Linked DNA regions of Mus musculus: region 1 is linked to region 2. The links are chromatin contacts, called in public Hi-C maps. All regions are on one chromosome and are shown on one strand. Each heading gives the region's core, a stretch centred on a gene start, on an enhancer-like site or on the middle of the called end of the contact. The rest is flanking DNA. Distances are from core to core; before and after follow the strand shown. Region 1 holds the start of Arhgdib (Rho, GDP dissociation inhibitor (GDI) beta). Region 2 overlaps Gucy2c (guanylate cyclase 2c).

The links. Hi-C and Micro-C count contacts between places; a contact is called where the count stands out from the background.
Region 1: a contact with region 2 is called in a Hi-C map of DN3 thymocytes, with 5 times the contacts expected there. The contact joins the promoter of Arhgdib here to the enhancer-like site in region 2. A contact is called at or near these places in 3 of 39 promoter capture datasets (embryonic stem cells, hematopoietic stem and progenitor cells and pre-B cells), 1 of 484 Hi-C or Micro-C datasets (DN3 thymocytes), 2 of 115 datasets of contacts at active chromatin or transcription factors (memory CD8 T cells and regulatory T cell precursor) and 1 of 9 other capture datasets (liver).

Annotation. Positions count from the first base shown.
Region 1 is chr6:136,936,765-136,943,597 of GRCm38.p6, reverse strand. Arhgdib (Rho, GDP dissociation inhibitor (GDI) beta) reads left to right here and starts at 1,842. Exons shown (of 6, transcript NM_007486.5): 1 at 1,842-1,947.
Region 2 is chr6:136,739,635-136,746,201 of GRCm38.p6, reverse strand. It overlaps Gucy2c (guanylate cyclase 2c), which reads left to right. Exons shown (of 27, transcript NM_001127318.1): 10 at 2,175-2,286; 11 at 5,511-5,592. Among named protein-coding and RNA genes, the nearest start is that of Gucy2c, 39 kb to the left of the region's middle. Within about 2 kb of position 3,636, at least 61 of the 459 cell types and tissues checked have an H3K27ac peak or open chromatin away from gene starts, as enhancers often do. A contact at or near this core is called in DN3 thymocytes, hematopoietic stem and progenitor cells, memory CD8 T cells and 1 more, where this site is marked.

The sequences.
Region 1 (6,833 bases), core at 593-3,092, 200 kb before region 2:
CCAGGGGTGGCCCCACCCACAATGGGCTGGGCCCTTCTTATCAAGTAGAGGTATTTTTCTCAAGTGAGGTTCCTTCCTCTCAGCTGACTATAGCTTGTGTTAAGTTGACATAAAATTGTCCAGCACACAGCCCACAATGCTCCCTCATTTCCTTCTTATATGTTCCCTAGGTCAGAAGCCCATGTCTGACCATATGACTGCCAGTCTCAGGATCACTCCAGTTCTCCTTACTCTAAGGGCATAATGTAGTCTCTCAATTAATTTTATTAAATTCTATTGTCTATTAATATGACTCAGACAGCCCCCAAATAATCAAGGCAAAGTCCTATGAGTTTATTTAATCAGCTTAGCACAATTATTGGGTGGGTGGGTGGGGTCACATCTAATCTATTTTTCTATACACTGGACTATCTACTTTCCAAACTGTGATTCCACAAGTAGTTGATGTTTGAGTCTTCCCCCATCGCCCCCCACACACATCCCAGGTTATTTCTGCTCCATCAGTCTATCCTGGTGGGCGGGGCATTTCACGGCCACATACTCCTGGTTCATCATGTCTAATGGAGACCTCCTGTTTTCTTTCTTTCCTTTCTCCTTCCTCGTCCTCTCTTCTTCCTCTCCTTCTCTCTTTTTTCCCATGGTCCCTACCTGCGACCCTCATCCTGGTAACTGAAAACCCACTTGCCTCTATTCTACCTGGTAATTGGCTGTAACCACTTTTATCTAGCCAATAGTTTTCAATTGGGGAATGAGATTTACATAGCATCACTTGGTCTACTGAAGATGTTGGGGGACAACCAGATCTTGGTGGCCAGTACTTAGCATTTGAATACATCTCAGCACCAGACACAACTCACAGCGACGTTCAAAATAACTGAAGAGCATGCAGCCTATTTGGATGAAGAGAGGAAAAGTGCCATTTTCCCCAAGTGCCTTGGTTGAGGTAGCAGTCACTACGCATATTAATACAAATACTGATTATTGAAATGTTAGTATAAACGAGCATGCCTTGTTGACCGCAGCTTAGGAGCAAGTTAGAGAAAGCATCGAAACGCAGACACCGCAGCCCTGTCTCCAACGGGACTGCACACAGTGTTGGCAGCTTGTTCTCATTTAAATTTATTCACAAGCCACTCCTCAAATAGCTGCAAAGTCAATTTTAGCATCCATGTGATTGTCACAGATTTCTGCGTTAGATGAGGAATTAATGAAGCTGCATTTACAATCTACATTCCTAGATATAACCAACAGTGTTTGTTCTTGCTTTTGTTTTTACTTTTGTTTATTTCGTTTGAAGGCTTGTGGTGCAATAATACACAGCAACATCTTCAAATGAGGACCAATAAATAAAGCTCAAAAAAAAAACCCTCTGTCTGAAGACAAATTATTTAAATTGAGCACCCAGTATATACATTTAACATTCATAATTTCTACTCCTCATTTCCTACCAGCAAGTTGTCTTACTATAAATAAATGAATTATAAATAAAAGAAAGCTGACAGGAGCCTTAGAGGAGCAGAAGTTTGTAGTACACAATAAAGCCTATTACTTCTGTTTAGGGGCCCTATGTCTCTCCCCGAGATTATGGCTTTTAGACACGCACACCCAGTCATTGAAAGCACACACAGCTACAGGGACCCTCCCCCAGCATGCACACTCATGCATCTATGTCACATGGGCTGGTTTGCTCCACATGTGTCATTAATTGTCAAGAATGCTGCTCAGACGGCTGATCGGAAGATAGGCAGAGCAGGATATCGAGACAGCCCAGGGTTTCCTTGTCAAGTAGGTTTAAAACATTTTTTCCTCTTCTCTCTCTCTCTCTCTCTCTCTCTCTCTCTCTCTCTCTCTCTCTCTCTCAACTTCCTTCCTGTTCTGCCAGTCCTCAGTCAGAGTTGAGAGACAGAGGTAACCTCCAGAGACACAGGGCCGACTGGAGCCTGGAATGTAAGTTGAATGCCTGAGGTGGGGAGGCTGCAGGTGGGCGCAGAGTCCTGTAGGAAATCTCAGAACCACCCTACTGCCCTTGCCAGAGGAGCTGTTGCTGTTCTTAGGAAGGGCGGTTCTTTAAACCGAACTTCATGATAAGAAAGTGCTAAAGAGATTGCTGGAGCAGAAAAGGGGAAGTCAGCCCTGAGAAGGGGAGACAAGCTGAAGGAGGTAGGAGAGAGTACCCTGCTACCAGAATGTTCTAGAGAAGGGCTCTGGGGATACCTGGAATGGGGGCGGAGTGGGGGGCAGCACTGGGTGGTTTCCTTGCTAGGCAGGAGCTGGAATTTGGCTGCGCTCAGGAAAAGGAAAACCCTACCTCTGATACTGACTGTGCTGTGGATGGCGGCTTGTGCTGGGGTGGAGATGTGTGGTTTCCTGTTTTTGAGCACACTTTAAAGAGACTGTTTGAAAGGAGAGAAAATATGGTGCAGAGCTGTCAAATGCTAAGCCCTTAGCAAAAACCAGGGGAATTAAATTCCTGCAGTGGGCTGGGCAGGAAGATATTCACTGTGACTGCCAAAAAACAAAGCAGCCCTCCACATCAAGGGGAACTGATGCAGACCCAGAAGATGTGGAGAAAACTGTGGGAGAGGCACTAGGAGAGTCTGCGTGGGCCCAGCTATAAACGTGGTCGGTGGGCCTTCCAGCTGTCGTGGTCTGAACTTTGGCCTTGCTAGAAGGGCTCTAGGCATCACTTGGTATGCTCTCCTCTCTTTCTCAGGTTTTCCAGTCAGCAAGTGCTAAATGCCCCATTTTGGGTAACTGTAGCATGGGTCTGAGAAGCTCTGAGTAGTTTTTCACTAGGCGGTGAGGGAGTCAGACTCTTACAGGAAGGCCCCCAAACCACCCCTTCACAAAGACACTAAGAGCCTTCTGAAGTCAGGCTTAGCACACTGGGTTCCCCACATGAGAACTCAAGAAGAGATCAGCGGTGACCTGCTGGCTGGGAATTTGTCACCAACAGGTGCCATTTCTCTCTGTGGCATTTCTAAGAGTGTACCCCTGCCCGTTTCAAACACAGTGCAAGTTTACTGACAAAATGAGCTTATTCTTTTGTGAGTCCTTCAGGTTTCTGATAGAACATGATCAACTCTCCTTCCACGTGGCCCACACTCTGCCAGTGAGAAACAACCATGACTAGCCGGCCTAAACCTCATGGGCATCTTCTTGCCCTCGGAATTTGGTCCTTCACCATTTTGGAGAGTGTGGGTCTGTCCCAGGGAGACAGGCTTTGCTCAGCCGCGCACAGTTTGGTTTCCACTGGAAGCTCAGAACAGCAGAGTTACTCTGAGGGGAATTTACGGGAATATGATCCGTGACAAACTTGAGCTAACAGGAAGGGAGAAGAAGCCCTGTGGGGTGAAAACTAAGCAGAGAGAAAAGACAGCCAGGGTTGGCTCAGAGCCCTCTGGTGTGCCAAGCCTGGTATTGAGAAACTCACGATTTTCATACTGAGAGAATGGAGAAGAATATTAAGGAAGTGTTCAGCAGTTCATATAGTGGTACAGTAAAAGAGTTGATAGCCTTAGACATTGTCTGTGGAAGAAGATTTCTCTAATCCCACATGTGGAATGTCTTTGTTTGCACAGCAGCCTCGCTGCTGAGATGGACTACATTGGTGGATGGTGGGTTGAGTCCCAGGTAGAGTTTTGCAGGCCTCGGGTCTTGATTGCTCCTGAAAAATCACTGGTACTTTCATCCATACAATAAGATCTTACCAGGTTGCCCTTTATTGATAATATTCTGGTTTCCTCAACCCAAGCTGACTAAAACTCCACAGGGGATTCCTCGGGGGTCTAATAATCTAAGTTCGAGTGTCCATGAAATTGTCTTTGACGTCTCACATTAATTTAGAACCTTGGTGACTGTGTCTAGTTTTTTGCCTAGTCATGGCTTCCAGAGTGCAGCTGTCTTTTAAGATTATTTAAAGTGGTATTTGTGAAAGAGGAACGTCACGCAGTGTGTGTGTGTGTGGGGGGGGGGGGAACATAGTGATTCGTACTCTTATCTCTTTCTGCACCGAAAAACAGAGCTGGAAGAGCGCGCTTGGAATGCATAGGCAGGAAAGAAGAGTCTGTGGTCCTCAGTGGGAGTGGTGAGGCCCGACTTTAATTCCAGCATTTGAAAGGCAGGGCATCTCTGTGAGTTCCAGGTCAGCCAAGGATACAGAGTGAGACCCCGTCTTTTAAAAAGGTGGGGGGGAGGCATTTTTTAAATGGGGGGGAGAAGGGGGAGGGAGAGGGAGAGGGAGAGGGAGAGGGAGAGGGAGAGGGAGAGGGAGAGGGAGAGGGAGAGGGAGAGGGAGGAGAGGGAGAGGGAGAGGGAGAGGGAGAGGGAGAGGGAGAGGGAGAGGGAGAGGGAGGAGAGGGAGATTTTCTAGAACCATGTCCCCTTCGTTGCGTCATACAAGATGGGTTCCTCTCAATCACTAGCTTGGATCTTCTTGTCCAGTTTTGGATGCCCATGCGGCTGCCTTGGTAGAAAATGGCCTTGGGATGCCCCAGAAAGGGCCAGATCTTTCACGTGACTAGAAATACTGAAGGGATTTCTCCATAAGCAAGAGAAGAGGCCTTGTGGGTGTCCTGGCAGACAATCTGGGGTCTCTTGACGCCAGGCAGCAGCAGAGGCGGCAGGGCAGGCTGTGACATGCGCAGTTCTCAGCAAGAACCTAGCTCTGGGCGCTTGGCCCTCCTGTGGGAAATCCCCTGCTCCTGCTCTTCCCACCCCCACCACACACACACACATCTCTCCATGTCTTCCCCTTAGTGACTCAGAGGTGCAGGATAAGACCCCGGCCAACCCAGCCTTTCAACGTAGCGAGATCTTCCTGCATTTTCCCCTAGCCAGAGGCAGTGTGTCCACTAACTGCTCTCTGAGCCCGCTGACTCATCTCATTCAGAGCGAACCTTCTGTCAGGCGAAGGGTCAAGAAATAAGATCGAAAATAGAATTGTTAATGTGAGGTATTTCAAAAGAAATGCAGTAGTCACTGTCCCATTTTTGCGTTGGATTTCATTTATAAATAATCCTCACAAGTTCCTAACCTTCAAGGTCCCGTCCTTCCTCCGCAGAGAAACAGACTGCATCCTGAGGAGGAAGGGCGCAGAGGATCAGTTATACCCAGGGGAAGCACTTCCTCCTCAGGACGTTAGGTCCCACAAAACACATAATGACAGGGCCACGAAGGAAGGCAAGGAAAAGAATTAATATTTATTAAACATCTACTGGCCAATCCAGCTTCCAATCCAGCCTTTTGATACCTTGAGGAAGGCTCAGTTTTCCTACATCTCTGGTGGATGTTAATAGCTTGCTTAGGTCCTATAAGAAGTTGGTTTTGGAGCCAGGCTTTGAGACCCCTGGTCCACCTTCCTCAAAGTTCATGCTTTGTCAAACGTGTAGGTCACTTTGTTAAATTCACCTGGGGTGGGATTAATTTCCTAGAAACGTAGGATCTCATTTCTTTTTTTATGGCCAGCAACTCGTATGAAGCTATATTAACAGCCAGACATGTGTGCACTGACTCAAGGTTAAGTCGTATTTACGATTTCCTCCTGTCTTTTTCTGTTCCTATAACCTGTGGCTCACATTGTCTCCTGCACGGTGGCTGGTGATTCCTTGCAATTCCTTCACGGGATGCACCGAGTGTCTAATTTGCTAAGTTTTGACTCAGAACAGTTCCGTAACTGTTTTAAGATAGTCTTGTGATGCAAAAGGTTTAGGTAAAAGAAAGATGATTTACATCTTGTTGGGGGGAGTAGGTTATGTTGTGTTTTATAAAATTGTGGTATAATAAGGTGGGAGGAAGCACCTCCACGGGCCCTGCCGTGGTGCTCCCCTGAGGAATCGCCATCATAAGACAGGCCTAGTACCAAAGGAAGTTTACCGGGGGAAGGGAAGGGGGACCTAGAAAAGGGACAGAGACAGAAAGGGGGCAGAGAAGGACAGAATGACAGAGAAGAGAGAGGGGAAGAGAGGAAGATGCCAGCTGGGAACAAGTGGAGGAGAGGGAGAGAGAGGAGAGAGAGAGAGAGAGAGAGAGAGAGGGAGAGAGAATGAAAGAGCAGCATTCTTATACACCTGGCTCCACAGGCTATTGCTAGGTAGCTGTTGGGTGGAACCTAGTGGAATTGTCAATAATGTAAAATGTAGCACCTTTGAGAAAATAGTATGAAATTTAAATAATTAAACACTTCTACTCTTCTCTTAAATACACTAATGAGGCGAAGTAACTGAACAGTGACTCAGCGGTCACTCACCTGCAGGCAGTGAGATATAGAGAGAGGCTGGGGATGGTGACTCATCTAAAGACCATCTCTCAAGGTAGAGAAAGGAGAGTCCTCGTTGCTGAAACATGTGCCCAAGAGTTCACTGCCAGAGAGCCAGAAGCAACCTCCATATGTGAGGGGGGCTCTTCAGTAAGGAGATGATCACCCCCAAATGGAGTAGATCTAACCACTAGCCACAGGGCTACACTCAAAGACACAGATACCACCTGATATCCTCTGGTCCTGTGCATCCAACATTTCAGGTGGATAATTACCTCCTCGATTTTTGGGTTCAAAATCTCAACGATCCAGCAATGCCTCAGGAGCAAGGGAGCTTTCTCTACAGCAATCAACTGGACTGCATTCACCAGAAAGTTACAGGTTCAAGGTCATGTTTAACCTTAGACATTGTCTTAGACAGTGATAAGATTATGGAGGACTTCAGGGTCTGTGAATCTGTGGACTAAAGAAAGAAAGAATCATCACCTTATTCTTTTCCTCTTTGGACTAAAGACTAGGATGATTGTTATACTTTTAAAGAGTTCTTTTGATTTTACTTTTATGTGTATGGCTGTTT
Region 2 (6,567 bases), core at 2,387-4,886:
CCACTTCATTATTATGGAAGAGCCTGTGATGGCTGGTTTTATGTCAACTTGACACAAGCTATGGTCATCGGAGAAGAGGGAACCTCGATTAAGAGGTTGTAGGCAGGCCTGTAGAACATTTTTTAAAATCAGTGATTAAGGAGGGAGGGCCCAGCCCATTATGGATGGGATCACCGCTGGACATTTTGGCTCACGGTTCTATAAGAAAGCCAAGGGGAACTACTAGCTAGTAAGCATGGCCTCTGTGTCAGCTCCTGCCTCCAGGCTCCTGTCTGGTTGTAGTTCCTGCCCCGACTTCCTCTGATGAGAAACCCTGATGATGAAGCATAAGTGTTTCCTCCCTGAGTTGCCTTGGACATGTGTGTCAGTGCAGCAATAGTTACCCTAAGACAGCAGCCTCTAAAGAGGGGAGAGGGTCTACTCTCTCACCATATCTCCCACAAGAAGCTTCCTGTCTGGTATAGAGTTCACGGCTGAATTTAAAAGTGGAACCGCTTCCTGTATGCCTTCCGGAGCTGTGTCCGTCTAAACCATGAAAGCCACTGTTTCAGCCAGCCAAGTGACAAGTAAAGACCTTTTTCCTACAAGAGAAAAAGTGGACATCTAGAAGGAAATAGTATTCATTTGTAAATGTTCCAGAGTGGACCTTAGGGCAAGCTTAAATCATAACATACATACACATAATTAATATAAATAAGTCATAATATATGCATAGGTCTATATATATTGACACTGCCTTTTGAGAGACATCTACAATGGCAAATGTAAAAAATTACAGAAAAGATGCCCATCCTGAGAAAGTGACACCAGAAATTTGAGACAGCATTTCAGAATCTATAGTTTTTGTTACTATATTGGACCTTTAATGAAATACTATATTTGGGGGCCAGTGAGATGGCTCAGTGGGTAAGGGTGCTCAACTCTAAAACAGACAGCCTGAGTTTGATCCCCAAGACTCACGTGGTAGAAGGAGAGATTGGATTCCTGAAAATTGTCCCCTGACCACCACATGAATGATATGTATACCCACCTCCCAAATAGAAAAAAAGAAGAGAGAGAGAGAGAGAGAAGGGGAGAGAGAGAAAGAGAGGGAGGGAGGGAAGGAGGGAGAGAGGGAGGGAGGGAAGGAGGGAGAGAGGGAGGGAGGGAAGGAGAGAGGGAGAGAGAGACAGGCAAAGAGGCAGAGACACAGAAAGAAAAAAAGAAAAAAGAAAGAAAGGAAGGAAGAGGGAAAAAGAGAAGGGAGGGAGGGAAGGCAGGGAGAGAAGGAAAGAAGGAAGGAAGGAAGGAAGGAAGGAAGGGAGGGAGGGAGGGAGGGAGGGAGGGAGGGAGGGAGGGAGGGAGGGAGGGAGGGAGGGAGAAACTTTAAGAGGAATATAAAGTTGATACACATGCCATGGAAAATTTTTGTGTCATATCCCCCAAATGCTTCAGTTACTAACAGGAACCACACAAAGAGACCCACATGCTCATCCAAAGAGATGAAGACCCTACTGTCCTCGGAAGAGACACAAAGACGTGTGTGAGAGACCTTTCCTCACCACACTTCCACTGTTCCCTACACAGGTCTCCCAAAACAAATTTGGTCAAACTTCTCAGCATTTGACTGCTTCCAACCTCAGTACATAGTGTGTGTATTGGGGAGAACCTAGCAATTAGCTCTCAAAACATGGAGCTATCAGAATACTAGTCTATACTCAGGGTAGGTATCAATAGAGAGTTGATAAGCCACACCCTAGCATACAGGCTAATTTTGACCTTCTATATATGCAACTATAGGTTCTATCCTTCAGACTCAAGTCTCTAAATGTAAATTTCCCATGGAGAATATTTTGAGGGAAGGATAGTGACTGTAGAAGGTAGCCCTGTTTCAAACATATTGCACACAGCATTGTCAATACCTAGAGCACTAATTCAAAGATAGCCTGTAATAATGTTTCCATTAGCAGATAACGTCACGTGAAGGCTTTATTCATAGAGGCTTAATTAACAACTGGTAATGATGGCTCATATCTGTAATCCCAAAATTTGGGAAGCTGAGGCAGGAGGATTAAGAGATCGAGATCACGTCCCCAAAGCCACACACACACACACAGTCAGCCTCATCACACATTGCTCTAAAATGTTCTCATGATTTTCTTTTCTTTTTGCCTTTGTTTATGGCTCCAACACAGTACAAGGTTCTTATGAAGTATGACACCCACAAAAACAAAACTATTCCGGTGGCTGAGAACCCCAACTTCATCTGGAAGAACCACAAGCTCCCCAATGACGTTCCTGGGCTGGGTAAGCCGTTCTTGCTGAGTTTCCTTCTCTCGATGTGGTTTCCGCGCAAGCTGTAGGCAGTTAGCTTGTTTATCTTTTCTTCTCATCTTGCCTAGACTCTCCAGGTTTGTGGCTGGGTTTTACAAGCCCAGTGAGTTCTGGTTAGACCCATCCACATTCGAACCCTGTCTTGAAGATGGTTTCCATATAAGCGGGACCCCCTAGAAAACAAAGTCAGAAAATCAGCAAAATTGAATAGACATAAAAATGTGTACTTTATCCTGTTACTGCTACAGACTCAATGTTTTAAGCAAGGAATATTTGCTGGATCTCACCTCTCCTCAGCTTTGCTCAGCACCTCAGGAAAGGATCTGTCTAGCCCTGTGTGACGCCTGCACGGTACTCACGCCACATTTGCTTGTTCATGTGTCTTTTTACAACATACTGTACAAGATTGGGGTCTAATAGTCACTGATACCTGTTGCTGAAGCATACTGCACTGGAATAATTGAATAATTATGTATTCAATTATTCAATATATTCAATACATTCAATATGTAATTTATTCTATATAATCTACAATATATATTGTAACATTAATATCATAAGAATATATAATGTTATATAATATTATTAAATATAATATAGTGATATATTATATTATATTAATTACACACACACACACACACAAACACACACACACACACACACACACACTGGACCCAGCACTAAAACCATTAATTTAGATGAAAAGGCAGGTCCAGGGTAGCATAGCCAAAGACAATTGCGTTAACATGAGTCAGTTTGCTTTGATTACAACTAAAAGCTTTCTCCTCTAGCAAAGCAGCCTGTTTACCGAGTTCCCTCCAGCCCTACTGTCCTAGGACTTAGAAATCACCCTGCTGTTCACTGTACATTCTTTGAGAAGCCGGCAGAATGCAACAACCAGAATAGCCACTAGAGGGCACAGATGGTTTGCCTTAGAAGTAGCCTGAACCTGACTTAACAGAGAAGCAAAATGAAAATGCGGTTGAATTTTAAACAACTGCATTTAGCCAGGTGGCTCACATCTGTAATCACAGTGTTGGGAATACCGAAGGGAATATTACCATGAGTTGAGGCAATCCTCGGCCACAAAATGAGATCCAGGCCAGCCTGGACTACTGAGTATGACCCTGTCTAAACAACAATGAACTGATTTCATTTAAATAGCATGTTTAAATATCTAATTATGGTCATTATGTCTAGCACAGGGGGTGCTCATTATGTAGGCAGGTAGGGACTGAAATGACCTGAGTGGCTCAGACTCATGCTCTGGCATGGGGGTGTATGATGCCACAGTGTGGAGTTGTATTTTTTCTACAGACTTCCTCTTTGTCTGGGGCTAGGGGTGTGTTACGGTGGCAGTGTGTGATGGTGGTAGGCATGGTGGAAGTACTGTATCCATCAAAAGAAATGTGGTCACGACATGACTTCATGACAGTCTCATGATGGTCATGACATGACGTCACGATGTCATGATGGCATGAGCCCTGAGGTGGGAGCACTTTCCTGCCTAGGTGAGAGGCGAAACAAAGTCACTTAGAAAGCCAGGTGACAGGCAACCCCAGGGCAAAGCTTGCCAAGCAGCCCTCATGGAAATGTGCTACAGTTTTATCGCATGCTAAGCTTCTGCTTGGGACGGAGCAGGGGAGGGATGGGGCGTGGCGGGGCGAGGGACTGGGGGCAACAGAGGGTCAGCGGGTGGGGGAGGAAGAAGGAAGAGAGAGAGAGAACATGAGAAAAGTTTAGGATACAGTATGATTAAACAAAAACATTACAAGATGTGTGATAAGTTTACAGTAGAGGAGGGTCTTAGTATATTTTCATATTGGGGCATCTTTTTCTTGTCTCGGTAAAATAAAGAGGATCAAACTTTTATTCAAAGCTTTCAGCCATTTAAAAATCAATAATTTACTCATGGTGGGTACAGGCTGGCTGGTAGACAACCGAGCTGTGCCTTCAAGGGTCTTGAGTGTCCCCCCATGCTGTGTTAGAGACTCCTGGGGGTGGAGGGGGAGGGAGTGGAACTTTAATGAGAAATCTGTTCATCTTTTCTTGGAGTAATTTCATTAAGTACTTGGAAGTGACCTCCAGTCTTTAAAAAAAAAAAAAAATTTGAACACTTTCCCTATTTGAGCATTTGTTTGCGCGTGCTCTCTCTCTCTCTCTCTCTCTCTCTCTCTCTCTCTCTCTCTCTCTCTCTCTCTCCCTCCCTCCCCTCCCTCCCTCCCTCCCCTCCCCTCTCTCATGCAACTCTCTCCTCTCTCCTTGTCCTTTTTACCATATCCCTTTGTCTTCCAGCTCCTTACACATTTTGCTTCTCACTTTGAGTCATCCTTTCATGGAGCGTACTTACTTCCTGCCAGGTGGGGAAGCTCTGCACACACGTGAGCCAGAATGAGCCTGCGAGGGTTTTTACTGCTGTGGCTTCTGACACTGAACTTGTCCCTTACGTCCTTGGACGTCCCTCCAGTGTTTCCTCGGATTACACTCCCATTTTCCTGAACTCCACTTGTTGTTCTGAAAATCTGTGAATGGAAGACTTCTACTCAAACTATGCGCGCGCGCACACACACACACACACACACACACACACAAGATTCATTCACTCTAACACAGTCAAGTTATTGCTTTCCCTCAATAATAGAAATCTTGGAGAGGAATAGTATACAGCACTGTGGTTTAATATTCTAATTGGCTTTCTTACAGTATGCATCCAGCATTTAAACATAGCCATCTCTTTCTTTCTGCATAGAACCTCTTTAGACACACAGATCTAGAGAATATCATGTAGGCTTATCTCCCTTCAAATTATGTGTTGGAAACCACTTAATGTTCCTATGACAGTAGTGGTTTTGGTTAGAAATAAGGAGCTACATGGCTGTGCCTAGTGGCATGTACCTATAATTCTAGCACACAGGGGGATCATAAGTTTTAGGGCAACTCTGAGCTACTTAGGAAGAGGAGAGAGGGGAGGGGAGGGGAGGGGAGGGGAGGGGAGGGGAGGGGAGGGGAGGGGAGGGGAGGGGAGGAGCAGAGCCTGCAGATGCTGGATGCATAGCACCAATAAAAGATTAATCAAAAAATGTTTTTCAAAAGGGCTCTTCCCTCTCCTGTCCTCGGGCTTCATTTCACCAGGCGGGGCTCTGGGACGCATTTGTGCTGTGGCCCCGCTAATGCACACCCCTTCCTTCTCTGCACAGGCCCTCAAATCCTGATGATTGCCGTCTTCACGCTCACGGGGATCCTGGTAGTTCTGCTGCTGATTGCCCTCCTCGTGCTGAGGTACCTCCTTCCCACAGGCTTGCCCTCCAGATGGGGACGGGAGAAGGGGACAAGCCTGGTGTCCATTGGCGGTGCTTGATGAAAAAGGCAGACCTGGGATCTAGAAGGCACTCTACTTCAAAAGCGGGGTCAAAAGCAGAAGCCGATATGTGTAGATCAGAACCCTGGCATTGAGGCACAGGATTCAGATCGAAGCTCTGGCCTCTGCCCCTGTGAGTCTGTGTGCTCAGGCTAGTTCTGCTGAGTGTTGGGAAGACTGCAAACATGCCTTGTGTCCAGCTAGCCACGTTATGAGCAGTGTCTAACTAGCTATCTTCAGAGATCTACTGGTATATTGTGAAAGATTGAAGATTCATCATACAGTATAGTGTGGAGCCTAGGAGAAGCTTAGAAACCGCCCGTGCCACCAGATGTGGTGACCCGTGCCTGTAATCCCAGACTGAGGCGAGAGAATGTGAGTTTATGGCCAGCTTGCACTACACAGTAAGACTCTGTCCCAGACAAACAAACTAAACCAATAACTCCAAAGAAATCACCTGTTCCAAGTATCCAGAGCCCGAGGAAAGGGCGACAGACTCCATCTGGCAGGTAGCGAGTAGGGGGAGCAGAGATCCAGGCGGGTGAGCACCAGAGCCATGGTTTTCCTGCCTGACTTGGGCATAGCTTGTGCTGGCTGGAGACATAGGACTTATTAAATATTCAATGACTCTATAAGCATCCCAGCTTCTGCCTGTGCGCACTAAACACAGAATATTCTTTCTCGGTGTGTTATCAGGATGCCCCAAGTCAAGTGTCAATTATCTGTGTGTGTCACACACTTTGGTAAGAGTGTGTGACTATTCTTTCTCATGTGCCCCCAGCCCATAGCATGTTTTCTCTGGTGAGGGGGAAGACTGGTTTCTTTGCTCTGAAGGCAGAGTTCATGTCCTAAAGCTATGTTTCTCAGAATACAGGGGACAACAGGTCTACAGCATG